Linked DNA regions of Macaca mulatta: region 1 is linked to region 2. The links are chromatin contacts, called in public Hi-C maps. All regions are on one chromosome and are shown on one strand. Each heading gives the region's core, a stretch centred on a gene start, on an enhancer-like site or on the middle of the called end of the contact. The rest is flanking DNA. Distances are from core to core; before and after follow the strand shown.

What was found. Hi-C and Micro-C count contacts between places; a contact is called where the count stands out from the background.
Region 1: a Hi-C map of fetal cortex germinal zone shows a contact between it and region 2, with 8 times the contacts expected there. The contact joins the enhancer-like site here to the promoter of SOX4 in region 2. A contact is called at or near these places in 7 of 14 Hi-C or Micro-C datasets (CD4 T cells, blood, fetal cortex germinal zone and 3 more).

Annotation. Positions count from the first base shown.
Region 1 is chr4:162,549,969-162,555,291 of T2T-MMU8v2.0, forward strand. The region is part of intron 4 of CDKAL1 (CDK5 regulatory subunit associated protein 1 like 1); the gene reads right to left. Among named protein-coding and RNA genes, the nearest start is that of CDKAL1, 45 kb to the right of the region's middle. Within about 2 kb of position 3,538, at least 3 of the 40 cell types and tissues checked have an H3K27ac peak or open chromatin away from gene starts, as enhancers often do. A contact at or near this core is called in fetal cortex germinal zone, where this site is marked.
Region 2 is chr4:161,527,935-161,532,930 of T2T-MMU8v2.0, forward strand. SOX4 (SRY-box transcription factor 4) reads right to left here and starts at 1,845. Exons shown (of 1, transcript XM_001098923.5): 1 at 1-1,845. The coding sequence starts at 1,063.

The sequences.
Region 1 (5,323 bases), core at 2,288-4,787, 1.0 Mb after region 2:
GGCCTCTACAGCATCTAACTCAGTATCTTTAACACCGTAAATGTATACTGCATGGACTCTATGCAAATGACTCTTGTAAAATTCAAAACCTTATAAGGCTTCTCACCAAAAAACAGAGTCAGCAAATTTTATGAGTTAGTAAATGGGAAAATCACTCCTTAACAAACAACATCCAGTGCTCTACTTTAGTAGGAAGCAAGGAGATGACCTACTACATCAGGGACAACTGAAGTTCTGGAGGCCAAGCTACAAAAATATCGGGGCTTCTCTTGGAAAACTTAATAATGCATTTTAAGGTTTAAAAAGTAAAAAGTATCACGCCTGTAATCCCAGCATTTTGGGAGGCCAAGGCTGTTGGATCACTTGAGGTCGGGAGTTCGAAACCAGCCTGACCAACATGGAGAAACCCCATCTCTACTGAAAATACAAAATTAGCCAGGCGCGGGGGCGCATGCCTGTAATCCCAGTTACTCAGGAGGCTGAGGCAGGAGAATCGCTTGAACCCGGGAAGCGGAGGTTGCGGTGAGCCAAGATCACGCCATCGCACTCCAGCCTGGGCAACAAAAGCGAAACTCCGTCTCAAAAAAAAAAAAAAAAAGTAAAAAGTTAAGTGCCAATGAAACCAGCCTAACCATGAGTTGAAAGGAGAGACACAAGGGCTATGGCACAATGATAAAAAGGAGAAAATAGTACCCAGAATGCTTTAACCCATAGCTAAGAAAGGTGATGGCCAAAAACAACCTTACTTATAACCTGGAGAGGGAAGTTTGGTAATTAAAAATAAAGGAACTTTATATTGAAAGACTAAACAGAAGTAGAAAGTAAGTGTTCCATGAAGGACAAAGGGGCAGAAGTAACTCTGAAGCCCTGAGTCTAGAGAAGACTCACAGTCCAGCAAGGACGAGAAGTGGCCATAATAGTGCACCCACGGCACAGTCTCTGATGCACTCTAAGACTCCCAAATGCAGAATGTCACAAGCAGACACGGGAGGACCTCTGCTAGGTTCACTCACTCACCAAATGACTAGAATCTGTATTCCAGCCTTCCAGCAGCTAACGCCTACATATATTATTTTTGTTTAATTCTCAGAACCCCACAACTCTATGAAACTGATATTATTTTCATAACAAACTACTAAATGTCATGGACTTTCTGGGGGCTTGAAAATAATCAAAACCCCAAATGTTAGATTATAAATGTCAATGACCTACTGCAGGTGTGCCCAATCTGAGTACAAGGACCTCATGTGGTAATAAAATACTTCCAATTGCCATTGCCTAATTCAAATGTACATACATTCACAGACCATCCCTGTGGTCTCACTCCCAGGGCCTACGGCCAACTAGCCAAGAAACACCAATCTACTATAAATACAGACTTGAATAAGCACAAAATTGGGTATGTAATTAGCTCTGCTGAGGCTTAAGGTACTTGCTCTTCTACTACCACAGATTTCAAATTATAAATCATCCCTTCCTACATATCCTTCCCTCCCCTGCAAAAACCAGAACTATGCAATTTTAAGATCTATTTTGTGAATTATAGAAATTATCAAAGGCCCAATTGCTACATCTGTTTTGATACGGTCAATCTTTACAAACCTTGAAATACTCAACCAGCATCATCCCTAGGATCAAGAATGAATGAGAAGCATGTTAGGGAGAGGGGAGGCTGAGGCACACGGTGTAGTGACTAACAGCACGGGCTCCAAAATCAGACCAGGTTAGAATGCCAGCTCCACCTGCACTGCCTATGTGACTCAGGCCTAGTTCTTTAACCTCGCATTGCATCAGTATCCTCATGTGGAAAACACGGACTAAAAAACCGAAAAAATTTCCACTTCGCAGAGTTTTGATAATTAATATACGTAAAGCAATCAGGACAATGAACTGGCACCATAACAGGTATTACATATGTGCTAGTAAAACAAAAGCTATATGTAAAAACTCAAAACTGGGCTGATATAATTCTGAACAAAAATAAGGGCACTGATTACAAGCATCTTTGAGAGGCTAAGCACAATTTATACATGCTTTTTTTCAGGCATCCACATTGTATGCAATATACTTTCATTCCTGTATATTTTGCAACTTTCTTCTATGAAGAAAGGCAATTTTGCCAGGCACAGTGGCTCACACCTGTAATCTCAGTGCTTTGGGAGGCCAAAGCAGGTGGATCACTTCAGGTCAGGAATTCGAGACCAGCCTGGGCAACATGTTGAAACCCTGTCTCTACAAAAAAATACAAAAAGTAGCCAAGTATGGTGGTGCAGGCCCGTAATCCCAGCTACTCGGAAGGCTGAGCCAGGAGAATCGCTTGAACCCAGGAGGTGGAGGTTACAGTGAGCTGATATTGCGCCGCTACACTCCAGCCTGGGCAACAGAGCGAGACTCTGTCTCAAAAATTTCATCATAGATAGTATATGAGGAATCTAATCTAGCTACTGCACTTCTTTCTTTCCCACCCAGTAACTCTCTTCCATTGTCCTTTTATACTTTTCCTCCTGGTTCATGACTTAAGCTCATCAATGTCTGCCATAAACAGTGCTTGGTACTTAGTCCTGAGAAAACAATCAGAATTTTATATGACAAGACAGTTTCTTTTGTCAAACATCAAGTCAGCTTCTTCATCGGATGTCAATGCTTTCACCAAACATGTCTGCCATAGAGAACTAAGTAAACAACTAAAACAATCCCAAAACACAATTAAATAAGATAATGTGTGTAAAGCACAGAGCACAGGGACTGGCACTCTATAAATGTGAGCTGCTGTGGAATACTCCTAAAAAGGCACTACTCAGTCTCTCAACTTTAAGGTAAAAATAAATTTGTATTTGATTTCTAGTATACACATTTCTGTTGCTAGAAGCAAATTGAATTTATACATGCAACAACATGGATAAATCCAAAAACAGTGTCTTGAATAAAAGAAGCCAGACATAAAAGTACATACTATGATTCCATTCATATGACTCCCAAGAACGAGTGGGATCAGAATCAGAAAGTGGCTGCTGCAGAGGGGAGGGGAAAGGAAAAGGAGGGTTGACTGGAGAGAGGTAGGAAAAAATTTTCTGGGGTGATGGAAATATCCCCTACCTTGTTTGGGGTAGTGTTTACATAGGTGCATAAATGGGAAAAAAAATCACTGAACTGAACGCTTAAGATATATACATTTTATTGGATGTAAATTATACCTGAATTTTTAAAAATTTAAAAGGCAAATGCATCAGTATCTATTTTTTGTAACTTAGAGTAGGAATGTTATACACACTTAGGTGATTTAGGGGAAGGAAGGTTACAATAATTGCATAAGAAATATGGAGTCAGAGATTTATGAGATATGGTCCAGGGAAGACAAATACATGTATTTGTTCTTTTTATTGTAACTACACCTAAGACTAAAACATTTTCCCCATCCATCTTCTTGACATCCATCTCCTATTGTCTCTCTGAGTTCTGATCATTGGCTCATTCTTCCACTCATCTTCCCTAGACTGTAGTCTGCTTACACCATGATACTAATAGAGTTAACAAAAAGAAAGACTATGAATACCCAATCAAAACAGCAATGTTTTTATTAAATAGACCAGCAGCTGTGTGAGCACAGACTTGTAAATGCATCTGTTCTACAGGATTTTATGTTTAATTCAATTTGTTCAAATCAGAGCACCAAGGCCCTGTAACTGTGGGCTAGACAAGGAAATAGTTTTGCTAAACAGAATCCTATATGAACATGGTATTTTGAGAAAAGAATTGTACCTATTCATTCATTCAGTCATTCACACAACAAGCACTTACTGAGCACCTATTCCATTCCAGCTATTATGTACGATGCTGAAAACACAAAGATGAAGTACAGCCTGGTAGAGGTGACAGACATCTGAACAGATGGTTATAATACATTGGCAGGTTTAATAATACACTTAGGCCTGGGGTAGTACTATGAAAGCACAGAGCAGGGAAAGATCTCTTCTGAAGTCTGAAGCTTTTCTAGAGGAAAAAGGTACAAAGTGAAAATGAAAAATATACTCCCACCTAACCTCCACCCCATACATGGAGGGCTGCAGCTATATCATTAATGTTTCACTTCTAAATCTGGGTAGGTGATATATAACTGGTCCTTATTCTGTTAATCCTTTTCTCTGTCAAATCTTTCATAATAGAATGTGTTAATACTGCCACCAGGTAGTACCTACAGACTCTGAAAGCCTTCCCCACTTACAGCTCTTTCTTTCACAACCGATCGCTTACGGTCACCAAGGTTAGGTCGCCAACAAAGAAGGGAAATGGGGAACACAGACAGAAGTCCCTTGTAATAGCAGTGTATATGGAGGCCTGAAAAGGCAAATGGAAATAGCCTACCAAGATTTCAAAATACACTACAAAAAACTTTTTTAAATACAAAATGGGTATGGAGAACATATTCCAACCTCATTTTATACATACACAGTAAAAAAATAAAATATATATATATACCTGTGCCATATAGAGAAAAAAAGTTATCACAAACAACTAATCCCATTCATTCTGACCACTGTTCTCTCAACAAACATTACTAAACACCTGCTCCACACCACACAGAGAGAAAAGCAAGCTCCTGCCTCCAAGGTGGCTGCAGTCAAGTGGGAGGTGTCAGTCCTGTGAGCTGACTCCTAAAGTACAATGGGTAGGTTCTATGACAAGGACTAGCATAGAGTTTGCTACGAGGAACACGGAGAAACAGAAGGTGCTAAGCATTGCAACATTTACCATCTTCACAGGTCACACAAATAAATGCGTTACCCGGGAGTAAAAATGCTACAGAATAAAATCTGAAAATGCAGAAGACGTGAAGTTAATAAAATAAGAATTGCTTTACCACAAAATCTCACAAAACTGTTGACTTTTATTATACTTCATACCCAATTTCAAAGAGCATAAAATTTTCAGCAATGATGAAACACCAATTGTTCTCCTATTCCATACCCAGGAGTCACACCATCTTGCTAACACCTCCTTTTAATGGTTAAAAAGAAAAAGAAAATTGACAAAATTCTGGAACTTGTTTAAAAGACAGGTGTCACTATCATGCTGCAAATATCCTAGCTTAAGCCAAAATGACTGATAGAGACATGTGCTGGGGCCTCCAGACAAAGGTAGACTTCTCATGACTGGAGTAACTGTGTAACATGTTTACATGTGTAACATAACTCAGCTATTTATTCTTCTTTTACAGTTCTCAGACACTAAATAATGATCTTTAAATCAGTGTTTTGGAATGTTCATTTTTCCATCCTCAAAACACTGTTAAATACAACATAAAAAATAAATTCCTTACATATAT
Region 2 (4,996 bases), core at 595-3,094:
AGCGGCCGGCGGCGGGGGACGAGGCGGCGCTGCTGCGGCCGCTCAGGCTCGGCGCGTCGGGCGAGCAGCCCGCGCCCTCCTCCTCGTACAAGCCCAGGGGGTCGCTGGGGTCGGCTCCCGCGCCCACGCCGCCCACGGGCGACGACGACGTGCCCAGGCCGCCGAACAGGTAGACGCGCTTCACCTTCTTCTCCGCCAGGTGCTTGCCCGGGGCTGCAAGCGCTGCGGAAGCAGAGGCCGCCGAGGAGGCGGAGGCCGAGGCGCTGGGAGTCCGCGCCTTGTACAGCGAGTGGTGGTCGGCGGCGGCGCCCAGGGGCAGCAGGGCGGCGGCCCCCGCCTGTTCGGCGGCGAAGGAGGAGGCGGCGGCGGCAGCCGCTGCTTTCCCGCCGCCGCCGCCGCCTGCCAGGATGAGCTTGGCGTGCGGTTTGCTGACCCCGCCGCCCGCGCCGCCCGCCACTTTGGAGCCGCAGCTCTTTTTCTGCGCCGGTTTGGAGTTGGCGCCGCCGCCACTCGCACCGCCGCCTCCTCCCCCCGCGTTGCTGCTCCCGCCGCCGCCGCCGCCCCCATGGCCGCCCCCGCCGCTGCCACCGACCTTGTCTCCCTTCTCCCCTGGCTTGGAGGAGGCGGCGGCCGAGGAGCTGGAGTTAGCGTTGCCGGATTTCACCTTCTTCCTGGGCCGGTACTTGTAGTCGGGGTAGTCAGCCATGTGCTTGAGGCGCAGCCGCTCCGCCTCTCGAATGAAAGGGATCTTGTCGCTGTCTTTGAGCAGCTTCCAGCGTTTGCCCAGCCGCTTGGAGATCTCGGCGTTGTGCATGTCGGGCGACTGCTCCATGATCTTGCGCCGCTCGATCTGCGACCACACCATGAAGGCGTTCATGGGCCGCTTGATGTGCCCACTCGGGGTCTTGCACCAGCTCGGGTCGTCGGCCTTACCGCCCGTGGAGGCGGTGGAGCCGGGCGTGGGGGAGGAGGCGATGCCCAGCTCGAGGCCGGCGCCGGAGTCCGAGCTCTCGCCAGCCAGTAACGCTTCCGTGTTCTCGGCATTGTTGGTTTGCTGCACCATGGCCCCGGCTTGGCGGGCGCCCACGCGCGCTCACACCCTCGCGGCGGCCGCGGCGCGATCGCCGGGCCCTCCCGGCTTCCCGGGCCGAGCACACGCCGAACGGGAAGACGCGCGCGGCGGCCGAACTGGCCCCTCAACTCCTCGCAGGGGCGGAGGTGGGCGAAGAGAGAAAAGTCCCCAAAAGATGCGGGGAAGGAGTTCTCCGCCTCTCGCAGAGGAGTTATAGTTCCCAGTCTGGAGAGTCTCTCCCTCTCTCTCGCTCTCTCACCGCGCTGCAGTTTGCTGTCTCTCGGCTGAGTCTGGAGACCGTGCTAAAGTAGAGAGGAGTTTCTCGAATGCTGGTTGCTGAAGCTTCCAATACAAGTTTCTCGCGGCCTCCCAGGCAAGTCTTTTTTTTTTTTTTTTTTCTTTTTCCCTGAAGCAGTTGATTCCAGTTCACGAGCGCTCTCGGTAGCTCAGGAAAGCGACATAGTCTCTAGCACTTAGTCCCTCTCCTACAATGCAAAGCAAAAAAGACTCTGGCTCCAGGACTGTCTGTGGGCGGAATCGGCACTAAGGAGTTTGTGCAATTATTTTGTTGCAAGGTAGGAAGCCAAAAAGCCTGCATGCAACAGACTGGCATGAATAAATGTATGTTTCTCCCTCCCTTCTGCAAGAAGGGAGCTGGTAATGGCAAGAATTCCTCCAGTGCAGACTCTTAAAGAGCGTGCAAGAACTAGAGACCCGACAGCTAAACAGGCCTCTTCCCCTCACACACAGTTTCTCCTGCTGCAGCTTAGAGCAGACCCCAATTCCGCCTCGCGCCTCTTTATCCTTTCACAGTCTTGGCTGCAGCCAATCAGCTGCTGTAACCAACGCTTCCTCATGCCAAACCCCTCCCCCGGGCTTCCCATTGGCTTGGAACCCGATGCAATAATAATCTCCGCGTGCAATGAGAAGCTCCAAATCTGACCTCATTCCAATTTACAGAGCAAACTTTTTAAAAGGGCTAGAAGTACAGCTGAGATTTCTGCTGCCTCTTTTTTCCTTTTGCTGTGTGTGTGTATGCGCGCGCGTGTGTGTGCGGGCGTGCGTGTGTGTACAGTGTGTGAAGAGGATGTTAATGCATGAAATTATTAAAGGGAGAGACGGAAATGTATTCTAACCATTATGTTAGATAACAAGGGGCTTGGAAGGGGGCGGGGTAAGGGTGAAATACTGTAAATGGAAGCTTTCTGCTTAAAAGCCAAGTGATTATTTTTATTACTTCTTTTCAGCATTGGAATAAAGAATCAGCCTCTCGTGCAAAATCTGTTCCCCAGCTCTTTCTTAAAGCCAAAGCTGTAAAGGGGAAGAGAAAGCCACAACAATAAATCAATGGATATTGAAAACCATTAAGAAAGTGGTACCTAGACACCTGTCATCACAATTATTTTAACAACTCTAGGTACAGCACAGATGTTGATGTATTGTGTAAATCCCTTCAGAACCATTTTTGTGCTGTTTGTGGAAGGCAGGGAAGACCTCTTTGCAATAATTGCTTACTCTCTTAACCAAATAGGGGTCAACTATGGTTATTTAATGATTTAAACTCCCTGTAAATCCTGCATAGCCCAAACAGAGGAGCTTTCCGTGAAACACATTAGGTAGTGCTCCATAATTACCTCAATGGGCAAATTTCCAGAGTTTTGTATAGGATGTATAATCGTATGTAAAGGATGGAAATCGGTTTTACTTTCTAAATATTTGTTTTCCCTGTTTTCAGAATTAAAGATTGCTTCACTCTCTTCCCTCTCCTCCTCCCAAAGCCATCTCCCTCCTTTCCTTCTTATATATTTCCTCTTGTTATTTGTTACTTGAATCGAAGGGAACTGAAAAACCAAGGCAAAGAGAAACTGTAGAAGGAGGTGATAAGTGGTAGCAGAAGAGAGTAGGGCCTCCGGATTCATAGTACACCTGGCTGCTAATCCTTCTTACTGGTTTGTAACTATGGGGATGTGGCGAAGTCTCAGTTTTCCTCATCTATTATATGGAGGAGCTACTTCATAGAGGGTTGTTGTGAGGGGTCAAAGAATTTGTGACTATGAAGCACCTGCTCTATTGTAAGCCCTCAATGAATACTAATACCTTCCTTTCTAATTCAAATACCAGACATGCTCCTAGTAAAAGCTGCATGTTGTTCAAGAGACTAACACAGAATAACCACTGATGTAAAAAAGTAATAACAGGCCAGGCGCGGTGGCTCACGCCTGTAATTCCAGCACTTTGGGAGGCTAAGGTGGGTGGATCACTTGAAGTCAGGAGTTTGAGACCAGCCTGGTCAACGTGGTGAAACCCTGTCTCTACTAAAAATAAAAAAATAAAAAAATTAGCTGGGCCGGGATGCTTGTGCCTGTAATTCCAGTTGCTTGAGAGGCTGAGGTGGGAGAATTGCTTGAACCCAGGAGGTTGCAGTGAGCTAAGATTGAGCCACTGCACTCCAGTGGGTGATAGAGTGTGACTCTGTCTCAAATAATAAATAATAATAATAATAACAACAACAGATCATTGATGTGAACCATACAAGGACAATAGTGGCAACCCTGCCATTCCATTGATTTTAAAAGAAAGGAACTCCATGAAGAATACTAAGAAGAATGTGGCAAAGAAAGGATGCCAAGGTATTCAAAATAAATGTTGGCCACAGAAATTACTTGTTTTCCAACGTCTGAAAATTAGAATTGTAGTAAAAATCAGCTTTCCTTAACACTATAATAGGAAACTAATATTCTTCAGGCCAACCATAAGTGGTTAGGTAAGATCAATCCAAAATAATTAAGTCAGCTTTTGATTCAGAGTAAACTAGTGCTGGGTAGTAAATTTCTATTTATCTTGTCAAACTTATAAAGTATGTAGGCTGGCAATAGGCCCAGGTTGTCAGACTTAGAATTTTACTGGAAAGAACACCCTATGTAGCCATCTGACTGGCTCTGTAAGGATCAACCACAAGCAAAACTGTTTTTGTGGGTAAAAGCAAATAATTTTTGACCATTAGCTACTTGTATTATATACTTTTTTTTTTTTTAAATGAGAAACAAATCCTTAAAAAAAGAAAAACCCAAACCAAAAACACACAGGCACCTTTTCTGCATAACAGTGTTGCTGTGTTATAAACTTCATTTTATCTGGTGTGCATAGAAACACATCCTTAAATGTAACCAATCTGACAAAAAAAAAATTATTTTAAGAGGGCTATTATCTATAAGATCAATGTTTTCACTAGGATAAACAAGAATATATTTATTTTTGGATTTGTACTAACTAATGACTTGAGGGTGTAGCTAGTTTGATAATTCAGTCAAGTTGAGTATCAGTATTATTGATTCTATTTCTAAGTCATTTATGCTTCCATCATCGAATATGATGGGGAAGAGTGGAAATTAAAGCAGTCATATATTTCTGCTTAAAACACACGGATTTTTTAAAGGGTGTACTAAAACATAGCCACTGGCCTCATTCTTTTGTTACATGTATTTCAACAAATCCAACAAATTTTAAGACACACCATTACATTCCACCAAGGAAGAAGAACTGCCAATGAAACTGTGATATCCCCCTAGATGTAGGATGTCTCCTTATTTCAGAAGCGTTGAAATGAAAAGAAAAATTTTGTCTCAGACTTGATGAAATATGGTATCAGTAACTTCCATTGACTTTATAAGATGATTACTGTATATATATTTATATATTACAGAAGTGCTTAGACTTCTGAAATAGATCTGTTCTAGTGAGTTAGTTCTCTTACAATGTAAGAAAACATATGACAAATGCCCTTTTATTAAAGTCACCTTTATGACCAAGTAAGTGTGTGCACACTGGAATGTATTGGACCTCTCAGTACCAAATAATGAGAAAAGATTTCTCCCTTCTAATTCCCTAACTTCATATGCTCTGTAATCAGTTCTCCATTACTGA